2 separate regions of the Mus musculus genome follow, and region 2 is linked to region 1. Evidence: chromatin contacts called from public ChIA-PET data. All regions are on one chromosome and are shown on one strand. The core of a region is the stretch at or near the end of the contact, and the rest is flanking DNA. Distances in the headings are between cores, read along the strand shown. Region 1 has its middle 43 kb from the start of 4930565D16Rik. Region 2 overlaps Fbxw7 (F-box and WD-40 domain protein 7).

Evidence for each region. ChIA-PET counts read pairs in DNA pulled down with a chosen protein or histone mark.
Region 2: a contact with region 1 is called in an RNA polymerase II ChIA-PET map of memory CD8 T cells, with 6 read pairs. The contact joins two enhancer-like sites. A contact is called at or near these places in 4 of 484 Hi-C or Micro-C datasets (cerebellum, myocytes, neutrophils and 1 more), 1 of 115 datasets of contacts at active chromatin or transcription factors (memory CD8 T cells) and 1 of 9 other capture datasets (embryonic stem cells).

The regions. Positions count from the first base shown.
Region 1 is chr3:84,332,709-84,340,630 of GRCm38.p6, forward strand. No RefSeq gene overlaps it. Among named protein-coding and RNA genes, the nearest start is that of 4930565D16Rik, 43 kb to the right of the region's middle. Within about 2 kb of position 5,048, at least 79 of the 459 cell types and tissues checked have an H3K27ac peak or open chromatin away from gene starts, as enhancers often do. A contact at or near this core is called in memory CD8 T cells, where this site is marked.
Region 2 is chr3:84,844,577-84,852,498 of GRCm38.p6, forward strand. All of the region lies in intron 1 of Fbxw7 (F-box and WD-40 domain protein 7), which reads left to right. Gm40080 (a long non-coding RNA gene) reads right to left here. Exons shown (of 4, transcript XR_003954508.1): 3 at 6,646-6,822. Among named protein-coding and RNA genes, the nearest start is that of Gm40080, 30 kb to the right of the region's middle. Within about 2 kb of position 4,410, at least 26 of the 459 cell types and tissues checked have an H3K27ac peak or open chromatin away from gene starts, as enhancers often do. A contact at or near this core is called in memory CD8 T cells, where this site is marked.

The sequences.
Region 1 (7,922 bases), core at 3,798-6,297:
TGACTACCTAGGTCCGGCTATTGAAATCCCCATCAGATATAAACATTTCATCTCAACCCGGGCTGGGTGGGGCTGCTCCCTTCAACCTGTATAGACTACCATTTGCCCACGAGCCAACCCTGTCTGCTTTGCTCTCTCCAGGGGCAGTCCTTTGTTTCCGACAAATATCCCTTCGCCCTCTCCCTTGTTCCTGTCCCCTTCTCCCTCCTCCTCTGTCTCCTGTCTTTGTTTCTTATTCCCTGACCTCTGTCCCTCTGGGGCAAATAAATCGCAGTTGTGCTGAGAACCCTGTCTTGGGGTGTCGTGAGCCCACTTGCAGGTCCCTACAATAAGCTTTTGGTAAAAGAGGAAGGCTTGAATGGCCGGGCTAGAGCCAGACCTTCAGTAAGGGGAGGGGAGGTGGAGGGGGGAGAGAGGGAGAGAGGGAGAGGGGAGAGAGGGGGAGAGGAAGAGGGAGAGGGAAAGAGGGAGAGGGAGAGGAGGAGGGAGAGAGGGACAGGGAGAGAGGGACAGGGACAGGGAGAGAAGAAAGTCCGAGGTAGGCTGAGTGTGAGACTGGGTTCCATCCCTGGAAACCAAAAATAAGAAAATGAAACAATAAAGTGAGAGAAAATAGAATTTTGAAACAGCAGTTGGGTTGGGTATGACCAGGTAAGCACTGTCCTGAGGTCAGTCTGTCCCTGCTAACACAGGAAGGGAAGGGACCTAGAAAGAAGACCCTGAGGCGTGGCGTTCACTGGAGGACGAGAGGCCTGGGACACTGGAGCCATACTGATGTCTAAGCATGGGGACAATTGCCTGAAAATTCAGGTGGAACGGAGGGACTGAGGGGCTCAGCACAAGGCTGCCCTGTTGCTGGCCTCAGGGGACCCCTCCCACTGACAGCTGATCAAGCTGTCACCTGGCACACCTGCTCCCAGTGCCTGGAGGACTGGGCCAGCGCAGCTGCCTTTACGGCTGCTGACAGAGTACCTCAGGGCAGAGTTGAAGTGCTGGCGCTTGTTTGTCTAGAATAATGTCCAGATTGGATCTCAGGATTTATATTCGTGTATTTTCTACACTATGGGGTCTGCTATATAAATTATGAAACCGCCGTGGGATGGAATGCTGCCCAGACATTACGCCTTATATGGTTGAAGAATGTGGGTGAATCTCCACAAGAGACAGTGTTGGGCTCACTCAGACGTCTATGACAAGGCACCACGGGCTGAAAGGCCTCTGGACAACTGAAACTTAGTTCTCACAATTTGGAGAACCAAAGAAGTCCAAGGTAAAAGTATATCTGGTCTCTGGTGAGAGCTGCTTCCTGGTTTGGACAGTCATACTTCCTCCTGTGTCCTGCTGTGGCATAAGCGAAACACCCCTTGTCTTTGATAGGGTCACCAATCCCTTTGTACGTGGGGGCGGGGAGGGGGTGGGGAGGTACCACTCTACCCACTCAGCTCCCAAGGGTTACTTCAATAGCGCCACCTTGCGGTTGGGTTTCAGTATGGGTTTAGGGTTCCAGGAGCATTTAGGCAACAGCGAGTGAGTCTGGAAGCAGCGGGGCCCAGCTCCAGCTCCCCAGCTCCTGCTGGCCTTGAACGCAGATGCTCCTCAGGCCGCACACTGGCCAGACCAGTCTGCCTGCCACTGCTCCACTGCACGCTGCCACGGTGCCCCAGCTTCTCCCGAGCCTCATATGGCTGGCTGTCTCTCTCACATCCTCCCTAGTGAGGATTTTGGTGACAGGGAGGGGCAGACAAGGTGATGAATTGGACCCTTTTGACGTGTCCTTGGGAATTTGCATTTAGGTTAAATTTAGGGTACAGATGTTATTCTCCAAATTCACTTTCAAGACACTTACACAGGATTTCCATGTCCCCTCTGTCCCCTCTTAGAGAAACCAATGAGTTTGTTGAATGGGTCAGTACCCAGCCCAAGTATATATAAGTCTCCAGAAAATTCTTGCGGGATTCATAGGACACAGTTGTAACTGATTTTTATCCCATGTCTACAGTTCAGCATCTCCCTTACGGCAAGGCCAAGGTTACGGACTCGCAGAAACCCCTCCACAAACATCCCTGCTCTCCCTGCTCTATGGCCCAGGGATCCTCCACAGTCGCTGCTGAGCTCTGCACCATGAAGGAGGTAACCGGTCTCCAGGGCTTCATGAAATGTACGTGCGGGCACAGTGCGCTCATCATTCATGCGTGTCGCCCAAAAGGTGGTGGCCCGCAACTGAAGCCTTTCCGAGACAAGTCCGGCGTGACTGGTTTTCTGTAACCTAGGCTCCTCCCAACGATCATAACTCCATGCTCAGTTGCCACAAGTCATCCACTTTCCCATCCGTTCTAGATCTCGCTAGAAATTTACATCGCACTCAGCGCCCTCTAGTTTATTAAGCGAATTTCCCCCCTCTTTTGAAAATTAAAACAAAGTGCCCCGCCCCAATAAAAAGCTGATCCAGGAAAAGCGTCTAGTATATACAGGAGTCCTTAAAATCAGTAAACATGGCAACAACCCAATAGGAAAAGAAAAAAAACTTGACAAAGACATAATTAATGGATTCAGAAAAGAGGATCCCTGAAAACCCCCTAGTGAGATGTCTCATTTGGAAGCAGTGACATGCAAATTTAAATCACGGTGGTGGTGGTGGGGGGGGGGGGGGTTCTCACTGTGTAGATTAGGAGACACTTGGATTCTAAGCCCTGTGAGGCTGTGGGGGAGAGCAACTTTCACATCCTGCTATACAGGCAGAGCTGCGATCTGGTTGACCCACAGGTTAAAGCTGTAAAGCTGCACTAGGCTGGAAATGGCAAATCCACCCTCAGTGAGCCGTGGGTGTGAGTGCATACCCCTGTGTAAAGACAGGGCAAACGACACAAACGCTCTCCAGCAAAGAAGGTGAACAAGTCGCAATCCGCTCGTACTGTTTTGCAATGAAAATAAATGGCCAGGAGAGAGGTTTCTAAATCCTGGTGTTACACTGTTGGCTAATATCCATCTCATCAGAACTGCAGTTGTTTTAGAATTTAGGACTAAATCTACATTTATTTGTTTATTTGTTTGTTCATTTATTTATTTATCTATTTTCGGTTTTTGTTTTTTACATCTCCTGTAGTAGTTAGTCCAGGCTGGCCTCCAACACACACACACACACACACACACACACACACACACACACCCTCTGTAGAGCAGGGGGGCTCAGGAAGCCAAGTCCATCTCTCCTGGAAAGGCTGGGGTCTTTAGGATCTTCAAGGAGGTCCTCCTCCTCTAGATTAGGGTTGGTCCTTTAGAACAAAAGCAGGGGAGATGAACCATCCACAGCTTTTGTAAACAAGTCCACAGGCAGGGGGCTGGAGAGGAGAGCCCACCAGTCCTTTGTTTTAAGCCTTCAGGCTTTTTTGTCTCAGGTCAGGAGCATGAGGAAGAAGCCAGCCATCTTGGAAGTTCACCACCTTTATTTCCTAGTCATGGCCCTTCTTCTTATCTGTCTACCTATCAGGAAACATAACTTCTAGTCCCTCAGGGAGACAGTGAACTTCCTATCCTCCTGCCTCTGCCTCCCGAGTTCTGGGATTACAAGCATGCACTGTGAAAAAGCCCAGTTTGTGCAATGCTGGAAGACTGACCCAAGGGCTCTGTGAGTCTAGGAAAGCGCTCTACCAGCTGAGCCGCATCTCCAGCCCTGGTCATTTCCCTTAGGCTGTGAGATGGTAATACACGTGTAAGCACTCCATATATTCCTTGAACTGGAACTTTGCAGATCTGTGGGCCTTCTTGATTAGATATTATGCTCCAATAATACGGCCAGGGTGTGAGAAGCTCAGCAGTCCAATGCTTGCCAAGCTTGCTTGCACAAGGCCCCGGGCTCCACCCCTTGCGCTAAGGAACTGGAAAGATGACTGGAAGGCAGGGGCTGAGTACCTAGCGCACAGTGCCAGCTTGTCCTCCGGAAGCGGAGGCCAGGGCCGATCGTTTGTGCTCTCGAGTTAGGAAGCATTCTGAGCAATAAAAAGAGACTCCCTCATCTCAAAAAAAGCAAGAACAAAACATTCCACAGCTACAAAAAAAATAAAATAAAATAAAATAAAATAAAATAAATGCACATGATCCTTGTGCGTCAGCAGAGAGCACTTTCTCAGTCTCGGAGACACAAGGTTAAGAAGACAGCAGCAGATGTTTCTGAGGGTCACATAGCATCGTGCCGTTTACATAAAGTTTTAGAGGTCACCATCTGTATGACATGGTACTTATGGATCCTGTGGATGTGAATATATATGTCTGTGCGGGTAAGGAGGAAATGCAGAGGGAAGCAGATCATACTTGGGGGCCTCTGCTTAGTAAGGCAGGTAGGCAGTATGCCACTAAACCATTGTCTATGGTCTCTATGCAGTAACATATATAAACACACACAAACATATACATACATTGTTTGTTTGGTTTTGGTTTTTTTGTTTTGTTTTGTTTTGTTTTGTTTTTTTTTTTTGAGACAAAGTTTCATTGTCTAGCCCTGGTTGTCCAGGCTGGCCTTGAACTCACAGAGATCTGCCTGCCTCTGCCTCTCCGGTATTGAAACTAAAGGCATGAGCCATCACTGTCCGGCTTGTACTAACATATTTTAGTATAATTTTGTTTGTTTGTTTGTTTGTTTAAAAAAATCAGGACATGTTACATCTCTTTGCATCCTTCTGGTTCCTCTTTCTCCAGGACTCTCACCGGTAACCTTCAAAGCAGAGAGTCCTGTTTTTCTCAGACTTGGTGCTAAGGAGCATACATAACATCTGGGGTCCCATTTCCTGAACATAAACTCCAGCTTTGCCATTGGCTGTGTGACCTGGGCAAGTGACTCAATCTCTCTGTGTTTCAGTTCACCCGTATGTAAGGTGAGGGTTCTATAGCAAGACTGAGCTAAGGAAGTGGCTGCTGAGGTCCATGACGTGTTGCTGCCAGAACCAGTCCGTGTGACGACCTTCCAGAGCATACATCCAGACTGTTGGGAAAGGTGGGTGAATGCTGAGTCCCCCGCTAGCTTTACTCTCTGCTCTGCTCACCTACAGGAGGCCCAGGAAGCCGGGGATATAGGCAGGGCTCCTCCTTCCTCTTCCGCCTCTGTCTCTTCCCACAGCCCCACCCACTTCAGCTGCCCCGGGTTTTGTTTTTCTCCAGCGGGGGGGGGGGGGGGGGGGGGGAAATGGGTGCGGCCTGGCTCCTTTGCCTTTTGCCTCTGCCGAGATGTGCTGCGCTTTCTTTCCATTTTTGAGACAGTTGCCTGAATTAGAGTTACATTGCCATCCGGGTCCTTCGCTTTGCTTGGGAATTTTAAAAATCTGGTCTTATCCAGGCTTCATCCTCACAGGACTAAGTGACAGCCTTGGGGGTGACACAAGTCTGGTAGCCCTAGCACCTGCAACATAGGGCCACCACAGGGAGAGAGCCTCAAATCTATGTACTTTGGGCCTCCTGTCATAGACACAGAGGCCCTGAAATGACCTGGGCTCTGCTTACTAATCAGACAAAGATCTTCCGGAAGTGGACCCCATCACCTGAGAGACCCAAAGATGACCTATGGACTCAAAGGACCCCGCTCTGGTTATTTGGGCAGGAGGAACGATCCGATGATTAGGCAGGTGATCCCATGCCTTCTGTTACAATGTCCTTCTATTCTGGGTCCCTCCTTCCCGCATTAAATCACAGTCTTTGCAAGGGTATCTGTCCGTGGAGGCTCTGTGGAGAAGTCACTTTATGAAGTTAAATTATTCATCAGAAATCCCTTGAGAAGACTGGTCCTTGCGGCTAGGACAGGCTGACTTTCACCTGAGCCGTGGCTCCCACCTCCTAAGGACAGGTCCTGCAAATCCTTCTTGAGGTCTGGGGAGCCATGCGTGCCGGAGGAGCAGAGCTGGAGAGCCGCTGGCTGGTGCCCCCATTAACATGGCTGTTCTGCCTCCTGAGGTGTGTGGATCCTTGTGCTTTTCCATTCGTGTGTGTGTGTGTGTGTGTGTGTGTGTGTGTGTGTAACGCTTATCTGTTTTGTTTGCTGTCATTTTTAATAAAAAATTAATTTCACAGGTTTAAGTACAGGCTTGCTGCTACAATGTCCTTCTATTCTGGGTCCCTCCTTCCCATGTTAAGTCACAGTAAGGGTGTCTGTCCATGGAGGCTCCGTGGAAAAAAAAGTCAAAACTAGCCAGGTGTGCTAGCTAGATTCACATCAGTTTGACACAGCTGGGGTCATCTGAGGGAACCTCAATTGAGAAACCAGGACCAGGCTGTAGGCAAGCCTGTGGAGCAGTTTCTTTTTAAGGAGTAGTGGGGGAGGGTCCAGCCCACCGTGGGTGGTGCCATCCCTAGGCAGGTGGTCCTGGGTTCTATAAGTAATCAGGCTGAGCAAGCCATGGGGAGGAAGCCAGCAAGCAGTAATCGGCCATTGCTTCTGATCAGCTCCTGCCTGCCTCCAGGCTCCTGCCCTCTTTGAGCTCCTGCCCTGGCTTTGCCCAGTGGGCTGTGCTGTGGTAGTGTAAGACGAATCATCACTTTCTCCCAGGCTGCTTTTAGGGATGGTGTTTTATCATAGGGGGTGGAAATCCTAACTGAGACACCAGGCACAGTGGTAGTGCAGCAGGAGACCTGGCACTGCAACGCCTCAGGTAGGAAGGTCAGCTGAGCACAGGAATGCAAGGTTAGTCTATCTCAAAGATGACTGACCGCACTTCTTAAAAAGTTGCCTTTTTTTGTTGTTTGTTTGGTTTGATGTTTTTGTTTTTGTTTTGCTTTGTTTTGTTTTGTTTGCCAGGCAGTGATGGTACACGCCTTTAATGCCAGCCCTCAGATTCCACCTCTGGAGTTCAAGGCCATCCTGGTTTACCAAGCAAGTTCCAGGACATCAGGGCCACTTTTTTTTTGAGTAGGGACCAATGAGATGATTTAGTACGTAAAGGTGTTTGCAGGGCCAGCTTGGGGACCTGAGTTTGACCCCTGGGACCCATATAAAGGTAAAGAAGAGCACTGAGTCCACAAAGTTGTGGATCTCCTCATGATTCCTATTTTCTATACCACATGTGAGTGCGCACAATACACACACAATACAATAATACACACACAATACAACAATAATAATAATAATAACAACAACAACAACAATAATAATAATAATAATAATTAATGCCTAGTGCATTTTCCTATAGCCCCAGCATCCCAGCCAAGTCAGGAAGATCGCAAGTTCAAGACCACCCTTTGGTTACATAGTGAATTCCAGGTTAACCTGAGCCACACAATGAGACACTCAAACATCAACAAAACAAGAACTTACCGAACAAAAGCACCAGAACGCAGCTTGTGCAGCTCTGGAGGGGATGGTGGTGGGTGTGAGAGAAAGAGCTAGGAGTAAAGTTACACTCCTCTAGGTCACAACAGGGAAGGGCCAGGGCCCGCTAGACCACAGTGCAGAGCGCTGGTGTGCTCTCCTGACCCAACTTAAGAGGAGCCAGAACTGTATCAGAACTGTAGAGCAGCCCCATCAGCTGCTATTGCGTTGGTGGGAAGAACCCCCACCCCACCTGAATGATTTTCTGTATTTTAGAGTCACAGAACCTGACATCTCCAGCCTGCTGTTTCTCATGCAAATGTTGACACACCTTGCAGATTTCCAAGGGAGGCCAGTGCTGTCATTTGTTCTGTTTATGGCCACGGTTGGGGCTTATTTCTATACTTATATATACACATGTATATACATAAATACACATAAATAAATATATAGTAATAAATAGTAAATAAAATAACATAAATATAAATAAAATAATAAATATATAAAATAAAATGTTTGTATGTTTATCTATTTATGGTATATTGTGTATTTATTATTGTGTTTTTATCTATTTATGGTGTATTGTGTATTTATTATTGTGTTTTAAAGGTCACACTGACCAGAAAATAAGGCC
Region 2 (7,922 bases), core at 3,160-5,659, 510 kb after region 1:
TATGTCCTACAACCCCTCATCTACTTAGATTATGTCCTACAACCCCTCATCTACTTAGATTATGTCCTACAACCCCTCATCTACTTAGATTATGTCCTACAACACCCTCATCTACTTAGATTATATCCTACAACACCCTCATCTACTTAGATTATGTCCTACAACCCCTCATCTACTTAGATTATGTCCTACAACACCCTCGTCTACTTAGATTATATCCTACAACCCCCTCATCTACTTAGATTATGTCCTACAACCCCTCATCTACTTAGATTATATCCTACAACCCCCTCATCTACTTAGATTATGTCCTACAACCCCTCATCTACTTAGATTATGTCCTACAACCCCCTCATCTACTTAGATTATATCCTACAACCCCCTCATCTACTTAGATTATGTCCTACAACCCTCTCATCTACTTAGATTATATCCTACAACCCCCTCATCTACTTAGATTATGTCCTACAACCCTCTCATCTACTTAGATTATATCCTACAACACCCTCATCTACTTAGATTATGTCCTACAACCCCTCATCTACTTAGATTATGTCCTACAACCCCCTCATCTACTTAGATTATGTCCTACAACCCCCTCATCTACTTAGATTATGTCCTACAACCCCTCATCTACTTAGATTATGTCCTACAACCCCTCATCTACTTAGATTATGTCCTACAACCCCTCATCTACTTAGATTATGTCCTACAACCCCCTTATCTACTTAGATTATGTCCTACAACCCCCTCATCTACTTAGATTATGTCCTACAACCCCCTCATCTACTTAGATTATGTCCTACAACCCTCTCATCTACTTAGATTATATCCTACAACCCCCTCATCTACTTAGATTATGTCCTACAACCCCCTTATCTACTTAGATTATGTCCTACAACCCCTCATCTACTTAGATTATGTCCTACAACCCCCTCATCTACTTAGATTATGTCCTACAACCCCCTCATCTACTTAGATTGGGAAGAAGAGGATTGTGTAGTGTGTTTTAAGACTTGCAAAAACTTTATACGTATGTATAGAACTTGTTTCAAAACATGGGAGGGGAGGAAAAAAAGAGGGGTGAAACCACGTACGAATAGACAACATGCTTTTGTATTTTTGCTGAATGAGTTAATGTGATTTACTTACAGAGATTCTAGTTTCAGTGTTTTAGTTCAAATAGTTCTAATTATTTGCCCTTTTGATTTTGGTATTGCTGTGCACTAACTGAAACTCATGGTACAGTTTAATGGAAGTGAAAAAGTTAAAACAAAACAGGATTGATGAAGTCCATTTATCATGTTGACCATTCAGCTATCTTCCTGACTCTCCAGAAAATTCCACTTATGATCTTGAACATACTGCATTTACCTAGGTGGGAATAAAAACCTTTGTGGCACTGTGACTGCTGCTGTGGGTGTCTTTTCCCTCTTTGGAGGAAGGGCTGATAGGATTCTAGATGCTCTCAGTTCCGTAAGAAAGATAGGCATCATTTCATAAGGAAACATGCTAAGTGTGATGGTCAAAGAAACACTGCATAAATTCTCCTTGGCTATGACTGTAAAATGGTAGAATTCCTAGATCTCAAATAGGAGGGCAGCCCATTAGAATCTGTTAAGTTCTGTCCCATGCCCCACCCTCCTAATGCTGGGGATTGAACCTAGGTCTTTGAGCACGATAGACAAGTAGCCCTGCTACTTTTTTAGATTGTATTTCAAGGTAGTATCTAAGTTACACAGGGTTTCCTTGAGTTTGTGACCCTTTTCTTGGCCTCTGGGTATCTGCTAGAGGGATGACTAAGTTCCTTCTTATATGCTTATGTGCTAATACATTTTCCCTCATTCTTTTCATTCCTACTCCCCTTTTGTAATTTAGTCTGTAGGTTATAGAAAAGCCAGGCAACGGTCATCACCTAGAATTTCTGCTATTGGAGCTGCTGTAGCAGCTGGTGGGACTGGTTTTTTAACGTTTTTGTGAGGAGCAGAAGATTTATACAAGTCTTAGAGTTTGTCATCTTGAGAATTTTGTTTAGAGTTTATTGTTAAAAATAATTGTGTGTGTTGGGTCATGTTTTTGATTGTTTATTTCAGATTGCTTATTGGTATTGGGATACTATCATACTGGGCTATAATTCACAGAATCCTTTGCAATAAGATACAGGCATGTGGTCTAGGCACTGTGCATTACATGGATGCATAAGATACAAATCCCAAAGAGAAGTGCAAGCTAACAGCTCTTGATTGGAATGGCTGCTTCATGTAGTTTGAGGCTTGAGACCCTGAGCTTGTGGGGCAGCAGTGCGGAGGGGCCAGTGACCTTGTCCTGCTCCCTGGGCTTTTGTGGTACTAGAGTGCTGTTATGGGGATCATTTGATGACTTTGCTGTTTTTCTGCTGTACAGCCTGTGAGTGGATGCTTTCTCTGAGAGTTACTTACATGTTTTAACAAGTTCTTTTTTGCAACTTAGATCCTGGTTTTATAGATTTTTGTAAATATTTTATTTTTCTGAGACTTAAAAATTGCCAAGCACATCTTTCACAGTTTTCCTTCCCCAGAGGTTTACATTTTGACACCATTTTTCTTGCTTGGTGTGTGTTTTGCACCTTTGGATTGTTTTGATGTTTGTCCTTCACCTCCTCAGCTTCAGTTCCACTGTAGTTAGGAAACCTTTCCTCCAGCTGGCACTTTTTTTCCCTGAATGCCAGCCGAAGTTGTCTAGGTGTGAAGTGTTGCTTTTTCTTTCTGTATGCATCTTAGTGGCACACTAGTGATAAGCTCCCAGTGAGCTGCTAACAGGCTTTTCTGTCTCTTGCATTACCAGGCAGAATGCACTGTTTAGATTCAAGGTCACCTGAAAAATCACAGTGAAGCCAGGCCGAGTGAGCTGAGATAACAAGCTAGCTACATTTGATTCACCTTAGCACCCTGTCCAGGATGTCCAATTTCCTTCTTCCTTACAGAGACTCAGATCTGCTCTCATTAGGAGGTCATGGCCTCGCCATCTGAATTACTTACTGTCTTTGTAATGGTTTGTGATTTTTGCCTTGACAAAAACCTGTTTGTCTCCAAGTTCCTTTCATTGTAACTTTTGGATTTGGTATTCATCCTCAGCAAGCTTACTATTTTAAATACCATTATAACTCTATAAATAATGAAGTAAATCAGACACACTGTAGAAATCCAGAAGGTACTAAACATACCTCTTGTGCCCAAGTCAGGGTTAAGGAGCCATTAACAACCTTTGTCCTCCTTTGCATCCCTCATCTGATGCTCTGAACTGATGATCCTCCTCCAGTCTCTTCCTGACCTGTAGGGGCTCTTCTTCCTTTCAAGTTCTTTCCTTCTCAGCTCGTCTTCCTTTGTTACTAGGTACCCGGTGGCCTAAGGTCCTTTGGCCATTCCACTCTTGTTTTTCTATGTCTGAGATGTTCATAAAATGACCTGAACAGTTTTACATTTCATTGCTTTATAGATGCATTCCAATTGACATAAAAAACTTAGTTCATTTCTTACTGCCTCTGTTACCTTTGCATGTTGAGTAAGAGTCAGTTTTGCTGAGAGATAACTAGGCTTTTTTGTCTTTGGCAAGTGGTGCGTAATGCTCGCACATGGTATCGTAATCAAGTGTGTGAGTTGATTTGCGATAGGCACCAGAAAGTAGGGGCTCAGAGGATCTAGGTTCAGGTATTGCTTTGGGGTCCAAAAGTTACAGCTTGATACCTCCCACCCTGTTTCCCTTAATTTTTATCTAGTGGCCTCCAGTTGGCCTGTGTGAGTTTGATGTAAAATTTATTTATTACTTTAATTTCTAGTGAAGTTGAGCATCTTTCATCACTCTGATATCCTGTTCTTTGAATCTTTTCTTCGTATGCTCTACATTTACTTTTTGTATTTTCCCTTTATATTGATTTCTGGCACTTTTTATAGTTTGTGCATTAGTGTTTTGAGAACTAAGCATTACAATTACTTTTCTAATCTTTGTTACACTCAGTTCTGTTAGTGTTTTAGTTTGTTGCTTGTATCTATAGTTGATGTTGAGTGTCAGCCTGATAGATTGAGCCAAGCCTAGGACCTCAGTAACAAGCACTTCTGGGTGTTTCTTTCCAGAGTGGATTAACTGAGGGCAGAGCTGCCCTGACTGTGGACTGTACCATTCAGAGACTGAGAGGCAGATAAAGTGAATGTGGGAACGAAAATCAGGTGTACACAGCTGTAATCCCAGTACTCCGGAGGTCAGGAGTTAAAGGTGCTTTTGGCCTACACAGAAGAGCCCTGTTTTCAAATTTTGGGGATTGAGAATGTACTCCAGTGGTAGAGTGTTAGCATAGCATGTGCAGCCTTGGGCTAGATCTCTAGAGTTGCACTTCACCCAACTCCAGCAAGAAGGGGGCGGAAACCTGAGGGTGGAGGTACTGTGGGAAGCCTGTTGGCATAGACAGACATCCTGTCTTTCTGTTTCCTGACCACTGATATGACACCATGATAAGAGTTTCTCTCCTGTGTCACGTCCTCCTGCCCCAAGTCAGAGGGAATCCCTCTTTAAAATGATTTCTGCCATGTATTTTTAGTGGTGGAAAAAGCCTGTTAAGACCGTGAGTTTTATTTGTGTTGTTTCTATTCTCTGGGCTGATTTGGTTTGTCTTCCTTCATGTCAGAATCACACTGTTAAATGAGAACAGTTCTAATGTGTCTTTGAAATTTAATAAAGTGAACCTTCTCTGAAACTTTCAGGTCAGCTTATCAAGTTTCAAACATCCTTCCAAAATAATCTAATATCAAGCAATTTCTAACAACTCTTGGAATTATGATTGGAACCTCACTGAATTTACAGTTTTCAGTGCGGTAACAGTCATCTGTTCCTTTATGTACTTTTAAATGTCTTCTGGTACAGTTGATGGCTTTCATAGACATAATCTTTAGATTTACTCTTGTTACTGTAGCTCTGGCTGGCCCAGAACTTGCTGTATAGACTAGGCTGGCCTCAAGCTCAGACATCCACTTGCCTTTGCCTCCAAAGTGCTGGAATTATAGGTGTTGCCACCATGCCCCATTTCTAGTTCCACCTCCCCATTTTTGTCCCCCCCAAAACTTTTAATTCAAAAAATAGGTTCTTTCGGGTATCCTCTGTTGATAAGCCTATAATTAGCAAATGCTGCATTAATGCTGCCCAAGTCTGTTCCTTTTAATTTTTCTTGTACTAACAACATTGAAGCCCTTCCTTGTTCTTGGTCATTTTTATGCTAGTGTGTGGAAGAGAGGTAGATTTGATTTTTAAGGACCAAAAAGTCTTAACTATAGTCCTTATAAAGGTTAAATATCTAGTTCCAACAAGCAACCTCTTATAGGGTAGACACTTTGTTCCTTTGTAGTCTTGTTAGTTGTACTGACATGTGAAGATCACTTTCATGTCAGCTGAAAGATTAATTTATAAGAATGGCTTTGATATATATATATGTGTGTATATATATATATATATATATATATATATATATATATATATATATATACACGCACACACACACACACACATATCCCTTCTTAATGGGGCTTCTGAGGGAGGCTATTCAGAACTGGAAATGTACTCAGTATTTAATATATTTCTGTAACTGAAACTACTGTAACTGAAACTACTCTGTTTGGATGCTTACGGTAACCTGAATCCTTCTTGATGTGTGAGTTGTCTTATACTTTGTTATAACATGGCTTAAGAGAATAACTTGATAAACCACTTTATACTTCATGCTGTTTCCTTCATCAGTAGAAGTATCATCATACCTTACCATCTAAATGGCTACTAGAATTAAGTAATTCCCAGAAGGCATTCAGAAGCGTCTGATCCCTGGGATTGGCCGTCTATGGGCTGCCACCTACTGCCTTTCTGGAAATTTCTTTAAATTCTAGAAAGATACTAGTACAACTGCATTTCCAGCCCTATAGTAACTCTTCTTGGCTTAGTACTTGCATGGATGACTAGCTAGTGTTCTGGGTTTTACTTTCTGTGATTTTTTTTTTTCCCCTCCTCTGCAGCCTATTCTGGTTGGCCTGGAAATTATGTTAATGATTGTTACTCCTAGGGGCTGGAGAGATGGCTCAGAGGTTAAGAGTTCAATTTCCAGCAACCACATGGTGGCTCACAACCATCTGTAATGGGATCTGATGCCTTTTTCTGGAGTCTCTGAAGACAGCTACAGTGTACTTGTCATATATATAAAAAATAAGATTTAAGATTTTATTTATTTAAAAAAAAAGATTGTTACACCTAGTTAATCACTGTGTCTTTCAAGGAAGCCAGGTTAGTTGCTGCCACTGTAGCTACTGTACTTTCTGTGCGTTAGCTTGCTCTGTTTCCCTTTCCTATTTTAACTTGTTTTCTTTACTTTTATACTACTTAAATGCTGCAGTAGAAAGCCACCCCAATGGGTACACATATACACATGTGTATATATGTACATACATGTGTGTGTGTATGTATGTATGCATCTAAACTTTAGATTATAAATGTGTACTTGGGTATATTTTTGTAAGTTTAAGATTATAGAAACTGCTATAAATTCATGGGCATCAACAAGTAGATGTTGGCATAGCTTGGCTGCCTGATGCAGTGCTTCTTCTGTTGACTGCTTCCCTTGGCCCCAGTACCTACCATTCAGTCATTTGGGCTCTGTAGGCTCCCACAATGTCTCTTTCTACAGAAGGTTTTGTTCTCACTTTCTAGGGAAGACAGGACTCCGTGGTGTTCCTTAGTGTCTTCCTTCTTACTGGGATAGGCTCCCTTCCTCTCCACAGCCGGGCATGCTCTGCTGCTCTGCGTCATTCTTCACTGTTAAGCCAAAGTTAAAGTTATTTTCACTTAGCTTTTTCCTTCAATTTAGTTATTAAAAAAATTAAATTTGCTTGATTCTTGGTTCTAGACTATTCTCTCCTGATTTTTTTTTTTCTCTTTCCAGGCATTCGCAATATCATGACTCCATGCAGCTATCTTAGAAGTAGATCAGACAAAACAAGTCTAAATCTGAGTTAGCAGTCCTCACTCACATAATTTCACCTTTAGCCTACTGTCTCAGCCTATTCTCATGGGGCTTCACTGTCTGTCTTGTCTGTCTCTCTCTCTTTCTTATAACTATTCTGGCCTTATGCTCTACATGTACTATATTTTTAATGTAGAAAAAGATACTCATGTCAGTCATTAGGGAGGTGAAAGTTTAGCCTGCAAGATAGCCATCAAAAAATAGCCAGAAGGGCTAAAATTCCAAGGACTCACAACAGAGATTTCCTTGGGAAGATACCCCAGGACCCTTTTAGATGACACCTCTGGCAGCCTCTTACAAATTGAAACATGTACTACTACTGGACATTGTCCTCCTATGTATTCCAAAGAGAAATGTAAACACTCATTCATAGGAAGCTCTTTGAAAGGAAGGCGTACTAGATTTATTCAGAATATCTGACTACTGGAAACAACCCAAATATCTTTCAGTAGCTAATGGCTGGAGTTTCCTGCAGTGGAATGCTACTCATTAATAAAAAGGAACTCCCAGTGTAAAAAGAGACATAGATGAATAGCACAGACACACTCAGCAGAAGAACCTGGATACAGAATTCTATAATTTCTCTTATATTAAGTTTTAGATAAGACAGAGCTACTCTACGATAAAAAGTAAAAATTATGACCACTGACTGCCTTTGAGTTTAACTATGCTAGTGGTGGATAGTTGACTGGATATGTTTGCTAAAGTGATACAAATGTTCAGTGTCTGACTGGTATATGTGTGCGCGTGCATGCGTTACAGGGTATATTTATTTGTTGGACAGCTAAGATATGTGTGTATTTTCTGGTATGGATGATTTATCTAGTGATTATAAAAATAGTTGAATGACTGGGAGTGGGCGGCAAAGATGCTTGAAATTTCCACTTAAGAT